3 separate regions of the Mus musculus genome follow, and all the other regions are linked to region 2. The links are chromatin contacts, called in public ChIA-PET maps. All regions are on one chromosome and are shown on one strand. The core of a region is the stretch at or near the end of the contact, and the rest is flanking DNA. Distances in the headings are between cores, read along the strand shown. Region 1 has its middle 22 kb from the start of Gm46743. Region 2 overlaps Pkp4 (plakophilin 4). Region 3 overlaps Pkp4 (plakophilin 4).

Region 1 (3,300 bases), core at 721-3,220, 240 kb before region 2:
TGAGCCCTAAAGCTCTCTCTGTTCCTGCTGGGAGATAAAGTACGATAGTGGGATGACTAAGGATGAGCCTGCAAGGTCACTGGAGCCAGGTGTCAGGATTGGGAGGCCAAATTGAAAGTGACGGGTTTTAGACGGCGTGATGAAACTTGCATCGTACAATTTATTAACGGCAAGGGATTAGAGCAGGAACAGGTGACCCACGGGAGAGGTGCTGAAGAGATCCAGGGTTAGTATAGGGAGAGTAAGGAGCATGTTTAATAATTTAGGGATCCCTAGGGAGAATGGGGGGTCTTGCCTTATGTTTGTTAGGGTAGAATGAATAGACATGGAATATCACTTAGAATGGGGTTGTCTCCCTGCCCCCCTCCCATTACGTGCCAGGTAAGAGCAATTTCTGAAGCTTTTTCCTGTAGATGCTATCTCTATCCTTCCCACATGTGTGCACGCGCGCGTGCGCACACACACACACACACACACAAACAAACAGTGCATCCTTGAGGAAACAGGACTGCCATTAACCTCTTCTTTGTTGGTAATCCACAAGCTTCATCCGCTCAGTAGCCCTTATTTGCCTCCTTCTGTGAAGAGAAAACCTCAGACAATGCATGATGAGCCTTGCCATCCAAGCTGCATGTGTGTACACAGCAGGCAGCTCTCTCCTGCTAACTTGTGTCCTGAAATCTACCCTCACATTCTCCTATCGAGCACTCATCCCACCCTTCCTTAGTCACGTGACATCACCTCTCAGGCTAGCCCCAAGTCTCCGGCCTTGTTGTGAACAGACATAGCCTGGGTTGGCCTCGTGGTTTCCAGTCCTTCTGTCAGACAACAGCAGCCTGAGAGCTCTAGACTGCCCCACAGTCTCTCATGCAAGCTTGGAACGGAGCGGCTCTGAAGCTGGGACCCGCAAAGTCTCGTTACTGAAATCTCTAACAGAAATTTAGCATCACCCTCAGTTGTGAATGTAGGCAAGGGTTGTAGGCTTTGCCAACCAGAGCCCAAAGTTCAAGCTAGAGCCCAGGCCTCTGCTCCAGCTCGGGCTCCCAAAGGTGCCCAGCCCCCTGTGAAGGCCCCGTAGAAAAGGCTTCTACTGCCAATGTGAAGACAGATGAATTGCTGGGACACACCTACCCACACACTATTTGCAGATGACCAGTGTCTTATTCTGTTTTTACAAATAAACTTGAGGCAAGATTAAAAAACAAACAAACAAAACTATATAGGATTTGGGTGGTTCCTCTGTTGGGGAGTTCCTGTCCTTAGTGTAAATGCTTAGAATTGTCTTTTACAGGATACGTCCTTAATGAAAATAAATTCACTATCCATTTGCCATTCTTTGAAAAAAAAAAAAAGATGTTTGCTGCTTTTGTTCACGAGACAGACAAGTATAGGGAATAGCTTAGCAACCTGGGACTCCGCTTGTTTTGGGCCATGCACACATCCTTGTTGGGACTCTGTTGTCCTCTGTTGGGACTCTGCTTGTCTGGACCATACACACATCCTTCTAATAATGCTCTTGGCAGCCTGAGATGCTTACATATAAGTACAATACACACATCTCTCCCTGATCAGCACGCCTAGCAACCTTTTAGCACATAGGAGCCCCACTTGCATCAAACTGTCACCTGCTTTAAACAACAGAAATAAATTACCCCGCATAGAAGCCTCTTGTAATGCCCTATTTCTATTCAAACATGTCCTGGAACATGCCCTGAAACCAAGAGAGACCGTCTGATCTGGCCTGAACTGGTTTTGAGTGCTCCGAGGCCAACTCTGTCCTCAAAGCAAACTCTCTGGGAGAGTCTCCTGCTTCCCACCCTGTGCCTGTGCATAATTGGACATTCGTAGGGCTGCCATCAGATTCATTATGGGAAAGGACATGCATGGTAAGCAGAGACTTACATAACTCAAATTTGTTACTCAAAACAGAACTGCCCAAGCTACGCCACTTTGCAACCTAGCTCCACCTTCTGTCAAACCGCATTAGAAGAATCCCCACATGGTAGTCAGGGCCCTTGAGTGCCCTCACTCAGGTGGCCCACTGTCACTCTGATTTAAACTGTCACTTTGCTTTAAATAAAATTTCCCTGTTAGATCTGTGTTTATGGAAAAAATGCTTTGAATAAGACACCAAGCATCTGGAAATGACCAGCTCAGTCAGTGACTCTGGCCACCAGTCCTCTGTCCCTACATGTCCCATTCCCCTAGAACACCAGATAACTCGGGGCATCTCGCCCCCACCCCCCACTCACACACTGTTGGCTTCCTACTGCTTCTTTATTGTACACCGTGTTTGTTGTCTCAAATGTCTCCCTTCTAGGGTGTTTGTCAAGACCCCAATGTCCTGATCCCAGACACCTGTTGTCTAACTCATCACTCAACAATGTTTATTGAAAAGAAATTTTATTGGGATAAAATTCACATAGCATAAAGTTTATCATTGTAAAGCAAGGAATCCCATGGCTTATACACAATGCTATCATCTCTACCTAGTTCCCAGGATTTCCACATCCCCAAATAAAGCTTATGCTCACTAAACAATTAGTCCCTAGCCAAAGTCATCAGTCTATAGTGCATCTATATAACTTATATATTCTATTTCAGGTGTATTAGATTATACGATAAAAGCTTCGTCTTCATCATCTTTCACTTTGCATGGTATTTTCTAGTTTTACCCATGTATTGTGTATAGTTCAGAGCTACAGTTCTTTTCTGAGTGAGTAATATTCCGACAAGTGTCTATCTTATCATTTGTTTATCTCTTCAACTGGTGACAAGCATTTGTGCTGTTTCCATTTCTTGGCTCTTGTAAATAGTTCTATGATTGTGCATCATTCCAGGCATTTTTTTCCCCTGAGCACCCGTTTTCACTCCTTTTGGATTCTCCATCTACTTTTGTTTTGCTGCTACAGCGGGCCACTCCAAGCTGTGTCGAGTGAGGGCACAGGTGTAGACCCAGCACTGACCTTAGGTACTGTAGTGGGAATGACTAACCAGGAGGGCGCAATGGCTCCCCCTTGTGGTGAGCAGAAACAAGCCCACACGTCCCTACCTTTCCTGGTAGTGCTAATACAACTATTTGTTGAGTTTATAGTGATGAATCAAAGACAAAGAAGATGCCAGGTGGGTAGAAATGCTGAGTTCTCTGATCAAAAGAAGTGATATAGATCTATGTCTTCCTTTTATTGAAGAAACAAGGCAAAGGACTCCAAATTCTCTCTGCTCTGCTTGGAGAAAAAGAAGTAAGACTGATAGAAACGGCATTTGGTATTAACTGAATGGCTCATCATATGAAAAACA
Region 2 (3,433 bases), core at 708-3,207:
CCCCCACACACACACACTTTCTCTTGAGGGTTGCCTGTTAACATTCTGAGCCTGGGGAACATATGTTGGGAAATCCTTCTACACGATATTCATCGTCAGTAGTGAGTTAATGTCACTAGAAGGAAGCAATGTTCCATACTTTACAGCTAAAATTTGAATCCAACTTTCCGGTGTTGGCAGCATATTAAAATAAAATCAGCAATTATGTACTGTTTGCTAGTTTTTATGTCAAGCTGACACACACTAGGGTCATCTGGGAAGAAGGAATCTTAATTGAGGAAACGTCTCCATCAGATTGCCTGTACCAAGTCTATTGGGCATTCTCTTGATTGAAGACTCGTGTGGGAGGGGGTGGCGCCACCCCTAGGTTAGCGTAGGTTAGTGGTCTTGGAGTGTATAAGAAAGCAGGCTGAGTAAACCTTGAGGAGCAAGCCAGTGAGTTCTTCTCCATGGCCTCTGCTTTAGTTCCTGGTTAGCGTTACCTCCCTGATTTCTTCTGATGACGGAGTATAAAGTGAAAATCCTAAGCTGAAATAAACACTTTCCTCCTCAACTTGTTTTTGGTCATGGTGTTTATCTCAGAATAGAAAGCAAATTAAGACAGTGCATTAATAGTGGTACAGAAGTTACAGGGTTTTTAGATTGATAGTGAAGGTCCCTGCCAACAGAATGAAGTATGAATTTGTGTTTTGGCTGTAAGATGGGTCCTAATATGGTTTTGAAAGCTTGGTTTTTAAGCATAGGAATGAATGATTTTTAAGAAAAAGAACGCAGTCTGATCCAGGCTGGTTCAAGTTTTAATTCTTTTTTCATGCACATTCATGTGGCTTTAGGCTGGGTACACAACATCCATTAGCATGGGTTTGAGCAGACCAACTCCCCACCTGGGATACATTACAACCTGCTTAAACACGTTCAGTGTGAGGCAGATGGTAATCTGAAAGGCACTTCAGTACATGCACAGGGAGAAGAAAAGGAAGGGTGACACATTTGAACTGGAGAATCATCAAACAGTAATTACACATACATTTAATGTCTCTTTTAATAAATACTGATTTAAGTAATGATGCTTTTAATAATTTACAGCTTTTAAAGTAGCTCTTGGGAGTATAACTAAAAGAAAGAGAGAGGAAGAGGGAGAGGGAGAGGGAGAGGGAGAGGGAGAGGGAGAGGGAGAGGGAGAGAGAGAGAGAGAGAGAGAGAGAGAGAGAGAGAGAGAGAGAGAAAGGAAGAGTACACTGTAACCATGACAGCACCTTCGCTTCCTGTGCTGTCTCCAGCAAGCTGAGCTGGGGGAGGCACAACACTGGTCTCTACCACTTGGTTTTAGTCTGCATGCTTAATGGCAGCATTCAAGGAGCCAAGTGCAGGCTCACATTTAACACTTCCAAACAACTTTTTGAAAAAAGTACAAGAGAAAAAGTATCAGCCTTTTAGACAGAACTTCTGTGACTTTGATGCTCATAGGTAGAGCAAGCACCAGGTTTAAAAGCAATCATTTCCCAGTGACACGCTGTGAGGTCATGAGGGCAGGGGCTACTTTTCTCAGTACCTGGGAGAGAGACTACAGCAGAGGAAGTGTTTAGTAAGCACGTGTCTGTCTGTTCTGCTGGGACAGGGAAAGAATGACAACACATTTATGTCTGCATGAAAATGCCAGAGCGTGTGAAGTGTCATGACAGTAAGGTGATGAAGAGTCCCTGGGCTAGTGGAGAGGAAAGCAATAGTGAGGAAAACACAATGATAAAAATGTACAGAACACAGGACAGCAGGAGGGGAGGAGACCAGTATGCCACGATGCAGAAAGGCCATCAGAAGTTGAAAGGTATTGGAAGAACGGAGGTGTGAGTGAGCCTCCCTGCTCTATGTGAATAGAGTCAGTCTAAATTTGGTGGAATAGGAAGGGGAGGAACCAGGAAGGCAGCTCTGGAGATGAGAAAATGAGGCAAGCGGGCAAAGAAAGACATGAGTCACTCACTCATGGGCAGCCAAGGATGAGAGTCTGAGTGCTGAGAGGAAGCTATAGATGTGTTCCGGTACTTGATGGACTGTGTCAGTGTGACCTTGAGGGAGGTAAGACCCACGAGAAGCTGGAAGAGTAAAAACCAAAGGGTGTCATCTTGGGAGGGGCAGGAGAAGAGCCTGGCAGGCCTGTGAGAATTAAAGCAGTGACTGGCTAAAAAGCAGGTTGGTGGGAGAGCCGAAGCCTGCCCCAGGATTGCTCTTGTGTCTTTCCTACACTGAGTCCCTGGGGACAGATGGTGGCTATAGCTCGTTCCTTGTCAAAGACCATGGAAGAAGAGCACAAATCGCGCACACTCTTTTCCTTACAGAAAGCATCCTGGCATCAGAGCAGACTGAGAAATAGAAAAATCAGTGAACATGAAGACAGTCTTGGCCATGTCAGTGAATGCCTTCTCCTCAGGAGCACACACACACACACACACACACACACACACACACACACACACTCTAAAACTAGAATAAAGGAATGGACAATGCCATCCCGACCAGAATCAGAAGTCAGCTGTTATCCATTGTGTATGGTTGGCATCAGAATTGGAGAATGGAGTGGTAAGTCTAACATACAAGAAAAAAATCTTGGGTTTCCATCCTATCTGGGGAAATAAGAGATCACAAGAAAGATCTTTATGCTTAAATGTCTTTTAACTTTTGCTTTCAGGAAATAACACATTTAATTAAATTTTATGAAAAGTATAATTTCAAAGCCAAAAACCACAATAATAGGGTTCTCTTTGTTTGTTTGTAAGACATGGTCTGACTTTGTAACCCTGGCTGTCCTGGAACTTGGTATGTAGACCACGCTGGTCCTAAACTCAGAGATCTGCCCGCCTCTGCCTCCCAAGTGCTGGCATTAAAGGCTTAGGCCACTCCGCCTCGGTAGAGCTCTGTATTTTATATATGAAGAAAGAAAACCAAGCACATTTGTACATTATCCTATTGAGTACATTTTAACGGAACGCTTGTCCTCATCAAATCACAGCAGCTGACATTCTAGCCTGTGCAACAGGCGTGGAACAGGACAAGCATAGCACTGTCTACAACCATGCACTGAGGACCAGAAACATCTTCTCTACACAATGTACACTAGACTGGTCTTTAAAACTAAGTGATAACTTAGGCCATTCTCTCACTGACTAGCTTTCTGTAGGACTATGCATGATTTCCTGAGATGTTTTTTCCTAAACATCCAAGATGTGACTGAGGGTGAGACAGACATTTTTATGCCAAAGCTTCTGGGAAAACAGGACGGAAAAACAAAAATGTCTTGTTTTGAAAGTATTTTTTCCAACTTGCTCCCCTCCACATCCCTCTTCCTCGCTCACATATAACCTGTTCCCTCCTGACAGAAGGAATTTCAGTCAGCTGATAGGCAGCTGACTGCATAAACTGACTTCATTTCTTCTGAAGG
Region 3 (3,233 bases), core at 201-2,700, 140 kb before region 2:
CATCTAAAGTTTTAAGAAACTTTGCTTCCGATTGTGGTAATGACAGGAAACCATTTTCATGTTCACAGGGTTGCACATGTATAAAAAGGCAAAACTTCCTATGCTTTGAAGGAGCCTGAGAAAAGTAGGGTATTCCCACGAGCACTGCCAGACCCCAACTTTCAGAACCAGGTCCCCATCTTCTTTCATTATGATGTGGCACTGGCTCCTTCTGGGAAGCCCAGCCTCTAGTTTTTCTTATCCTCACCCCCTGTAAAGCCACAGAAGTAACCCAACAGTGTCCGCACTGGCTTGTCTTTGTTATTTAGCTGCCGAAAACCTCAGAGTCCCCTTGTCTGTGGGTCAGGCCTCATTCCTGAAGCTCAGCGTCCAGCCGCTCTGTCTGGTCCTGTCGGCTTTGCCTCAGAGCAGCCTGCTGAGCCCAGAGTCCTTTCCTACCACAAGGCCTGTTCCCTCCTGTCTGTTCTTCTTGCCCATCAGCTCCTCCTCTCCACCCCAGCCTTAGGCCCTGGTGGCTGAGCTCGGTTCATCCTGCAGGGGCCTTCAACTCCCTTCCCCCTTTTCCCTGCCAGCCCACCCTAGAAGTCGGTTTCCAGGATCACACAGCACCGACCCAGTGGATACTATAACACTTGCGCATCAACCTCAGATTCTCAGGGAAGGAACTTCATCATATTCATTTTAGGGTGCCCAGAGTGGCATCTTGTCTCCTCCCCAGACCGCATAACTCCCTTTTATGGACAAACTCTATAAACAAGTGTGTCCTTTTCCCACTGTGGCTGACCCGACCACAAAGACAGACAGAAATGTGTATAGGAGGAAACATCTCACCTTCCAGTTGCCAGCAGAGAGGTTCTGCAGGGATCCGGCAGAGCCTTCCAAGGTGGCAGGGTTGGAACTTTCTGCTAACAGAGTCAGGTACGGCTTTACCACTGATGGATGCCACAGCATCTCGACTCCCTTGGGGGACTTGGACAGTCCAGGGATAGGCCCGACTCCATCCCACTGAAAGACAGATGGCACAGGCTGAGGGGAAAGGAAACGGGTAAGCCCTCTGGCTGCTACTCATGCATTTTGCTGGACTGGGTTTTAGCTAAATAGCGATAATCTTTTCTGCCAAATTACAGCTTTTCACTCTCTAACAAGTAAAACGGTAGAGAAAAGGAAATGCTAACTTGGTCCTCTTGTGGCGTTCTCTTTTTCTTTTTCTTCTTCTTTCCCCAGCAGCTTGGTTCCGAGTCTTTGCTGGGAGACTCTTTTCCTAGTAAGTCATCTAGCTCGTTCAGTCCGAGCAGCCGGGCCTGAGGGACTTCCAGCTCCAGCCGGTATGACAGGTTCCTCAGGGTACACACACAGTTCTCCACTGTCTGAAACCCAACACAGTGTGTAATTAAAAACATCACATGAGACGACTCGGCACTGCACACACCAACAGGAAGTAAATGGAGAACGTGAAGGAAATACTGCTGACTTAGAATGTGACGTCTAAGGGGAGGAGAACTGCTCTCCAGTCTTGAGGGCCAGGGTGCAGCTGTGAAGCGTGGACTGGCTTTACACTAAGATCCACCAGGCCTGTTCAGTGCCACACGGCACTGGAGATGCTGAGGCCTCCCACGACTTCCCATCCTCCATCCCAGTACTTCCTTCTCCCTTCCCGGAAGCAGCCCTATCGCCAGGTCTTACCTCTGCTGCCCCTCTATTTCCTGTCTCCCTTCTCTGAGGAATGCCCTAATCTTTCTGTTGACATTTTGTCTTTTGCATCTGTTTTTCCATACTTTAAATCTTTAATTGGGGCTGGGGGGGGGCACAACTGTCATTCCAACTCCGATGTCTAAAGTCACGGTTAGAGTTGCCCCACCTGGCAAGTCCTCCTTCCCAACTTGCTTGTTTCTCTCAATGTCATCTGCAGGTCTTGTTTAATGAGCTCAACTAAAAACGTGGCTGTTTCTTTGGAGACACCCCCCCCCCATCCCCAGCAGGTGACTAGTTATTTTTTTCTCTCTCAGACTCATTATTGTGACCCAAGATCTACCAATGGCTTCTCCTAGCCCAGCCTAGCCCAACACCACACGGGCACACACCTTGGGACTCCTGATACTCAGCTTGGACTTGCGGTCTTTCCCAGCCCCTGGGGCAGAATTCGCTAGAATGTCACAAGAGGAAACAGGAGGGTGCAGAGAAACTGGGGTGGGGCTGAGATGGGGCAGTGGCTAAGACTAGGAAGAGAGCTCAGGGCTGTCACCTGGAAACCACACAGATCCGGGACCCATGTGAGGTCCTTCACCCATGGTTCCAGGCCTGTTGCATTGCCACATCATGCCCAACTTGTGCTGTTGAGCGAGCACTCACTCTGTTTTGCGGTGAGCAGCTGGGAGGGTACTGACCTTGCTGTCGTAGTCAGAAGTGTTCACACACGTGTGGATCACATACAACAGCGAGTCCACCAGCCCCTCGCAGGAGCGCATTTGTTTTCGTGCTTCCTCCCCGGCAGAGCTGAGGTTCCTGGATGGACAGAAATATGTGGGAGCTGCGGAGCTGAACAACTTACCCTTCAGCCATGCAGCCTGACTTTAACGATCCCTGAGAATGGGAGCAGAGAGCAGCCATTGAAAGGTGGCTTGAGATATACCCCATATGCCACTCTACCCTTTGTTCACTGAGCTAGCCCATTCCTTTAACGTGACTAGTCATTCTCTCTCCTGAAACCCAACCTTCAGTTGAGTAGCTTCTGTGCTGGTTCAGGTATAGGCTGTGGTGGTAATTCTTGGCCGCCAGCCTGACTACATCTGGAATTACTAAAAGCCAAATCGCTGGGCACACCTGTGAGGGATTTTGTCTTGACTTAATCATTTGAAGTGGGAAGACCCACTTTTAATCTGGATCTTTGAGGTGGGAAGACTAGCCTTTAATCCAGGCCACACCTGCAGGCAGCCTGTATAATGGACACGGAAGGAGGTTCTCTGTCTCTGCCTGCTTGTTCTCACGCTTGCTAGCAACTTTTTGGGATTCTAGCTATACTAAAGATCATCTGAGGCACCCAGCCTCATGAACTGGATTATATAAGTTCTATAAATTATAGTAAATTCTAATAAATCCCACATATATATGAGTATGTGTTTATATATAATACTATATTATAGATCCCATAAATATATTAAAGATTACATACACACACACAGACACACAGACACACACCCCACACTTCATTCTTTAAGTTCTGTTCCTCTAGGAGA

The links. ChIA-PET counts read pairs in DNA pulled down with a chosen protein or histone mark.
Region 1: a contact with region 2 is called in an RNA polymerase II ChIA-PET map of memory CD8 T cells, with 9 read pairs. The contact joins two enhancer-like sites. A contact is called at or near these places in 1 of 484 Hi-C or Micro-C datasets (epidermal suprabasal cells), 1 of 115 datasets of contacts at active chromatin or transcription factors (memory CD8 T cells) and 1 of 9 other capture datasets (embryonic stem cells).
Region 3: a contact with region 2 is called in an RNA polymerase II ChIA-PET map of memory CD8 T cells, with 27 read pairs. The contact joins two enhancer-like sites. A contact is called at or near these places in 2 of 115 datasets of contacts at active chromatin or transcription factors (T-cell acute lymphoblastic leukemia and memory CD8 T cells) and 4 of 9 other capture datasets (adipose tissue, embryonic stem cells, liver and 1 more).

The regions. Positions count from the first base shown.
Region 1 is chr2:59,440,356-59,443,655 of GRCm38.p6, reverse strand. No RefSeq gene overlaps it. Among named protein-coding and RNA genes, the nearest start is that of Gm46743, 22 kb to the right of the region's middle. Within about 2 kb of position 1,970, at least 9 of the 459 cell types and tissues checked have an H3K27ac peak or open chromatin away from gene starts, as enhancers often do. A contact at or near this core is called in memory CD8 T cells, where this site is marked.
Region 2 is chr2:59,201,680-59,205,112 of GRCm38.p6, reverse strand. All of the region lies in intron 1 of Pkp4 (plakophilin 4), which reads right to left. Among named protein-coding and RNA genes, the nearest start is that of Pkp4, 43 kb to the right of the region's middle. Within about 2 kb of position 1,957, at least 41 of the 459 cell types and tissues checked have an H3K27ac peak or open chromatin away from gene starts, as enhancers often do. A contact at or near this core is called in memory CD8 T cells, where this site is marked.
Region 3 is chr2:59,336,853-59,340,085 of GRCm38.p6, reverse strand. Pkp4 (plakophilin 4) reads right to left here. Exons shown (of 22, transcript NM_026361.2): 13 at 2,385-2,502; 14 at 1,176-1,367; 15 at 832-1,005. Among named protein-coding and RNA genes, the nearest start is that of 5330411J11Rik, 48 kb to the left of the region's middle. Within about 2 kb of position 1,450, at least 68 of the 459 cell types and tissues checked have an H3K27ac peak or open chromatin away from gene starts, as enhancers often do. A contact at or near this core is called in memory CD8 T cells, where this site is marked.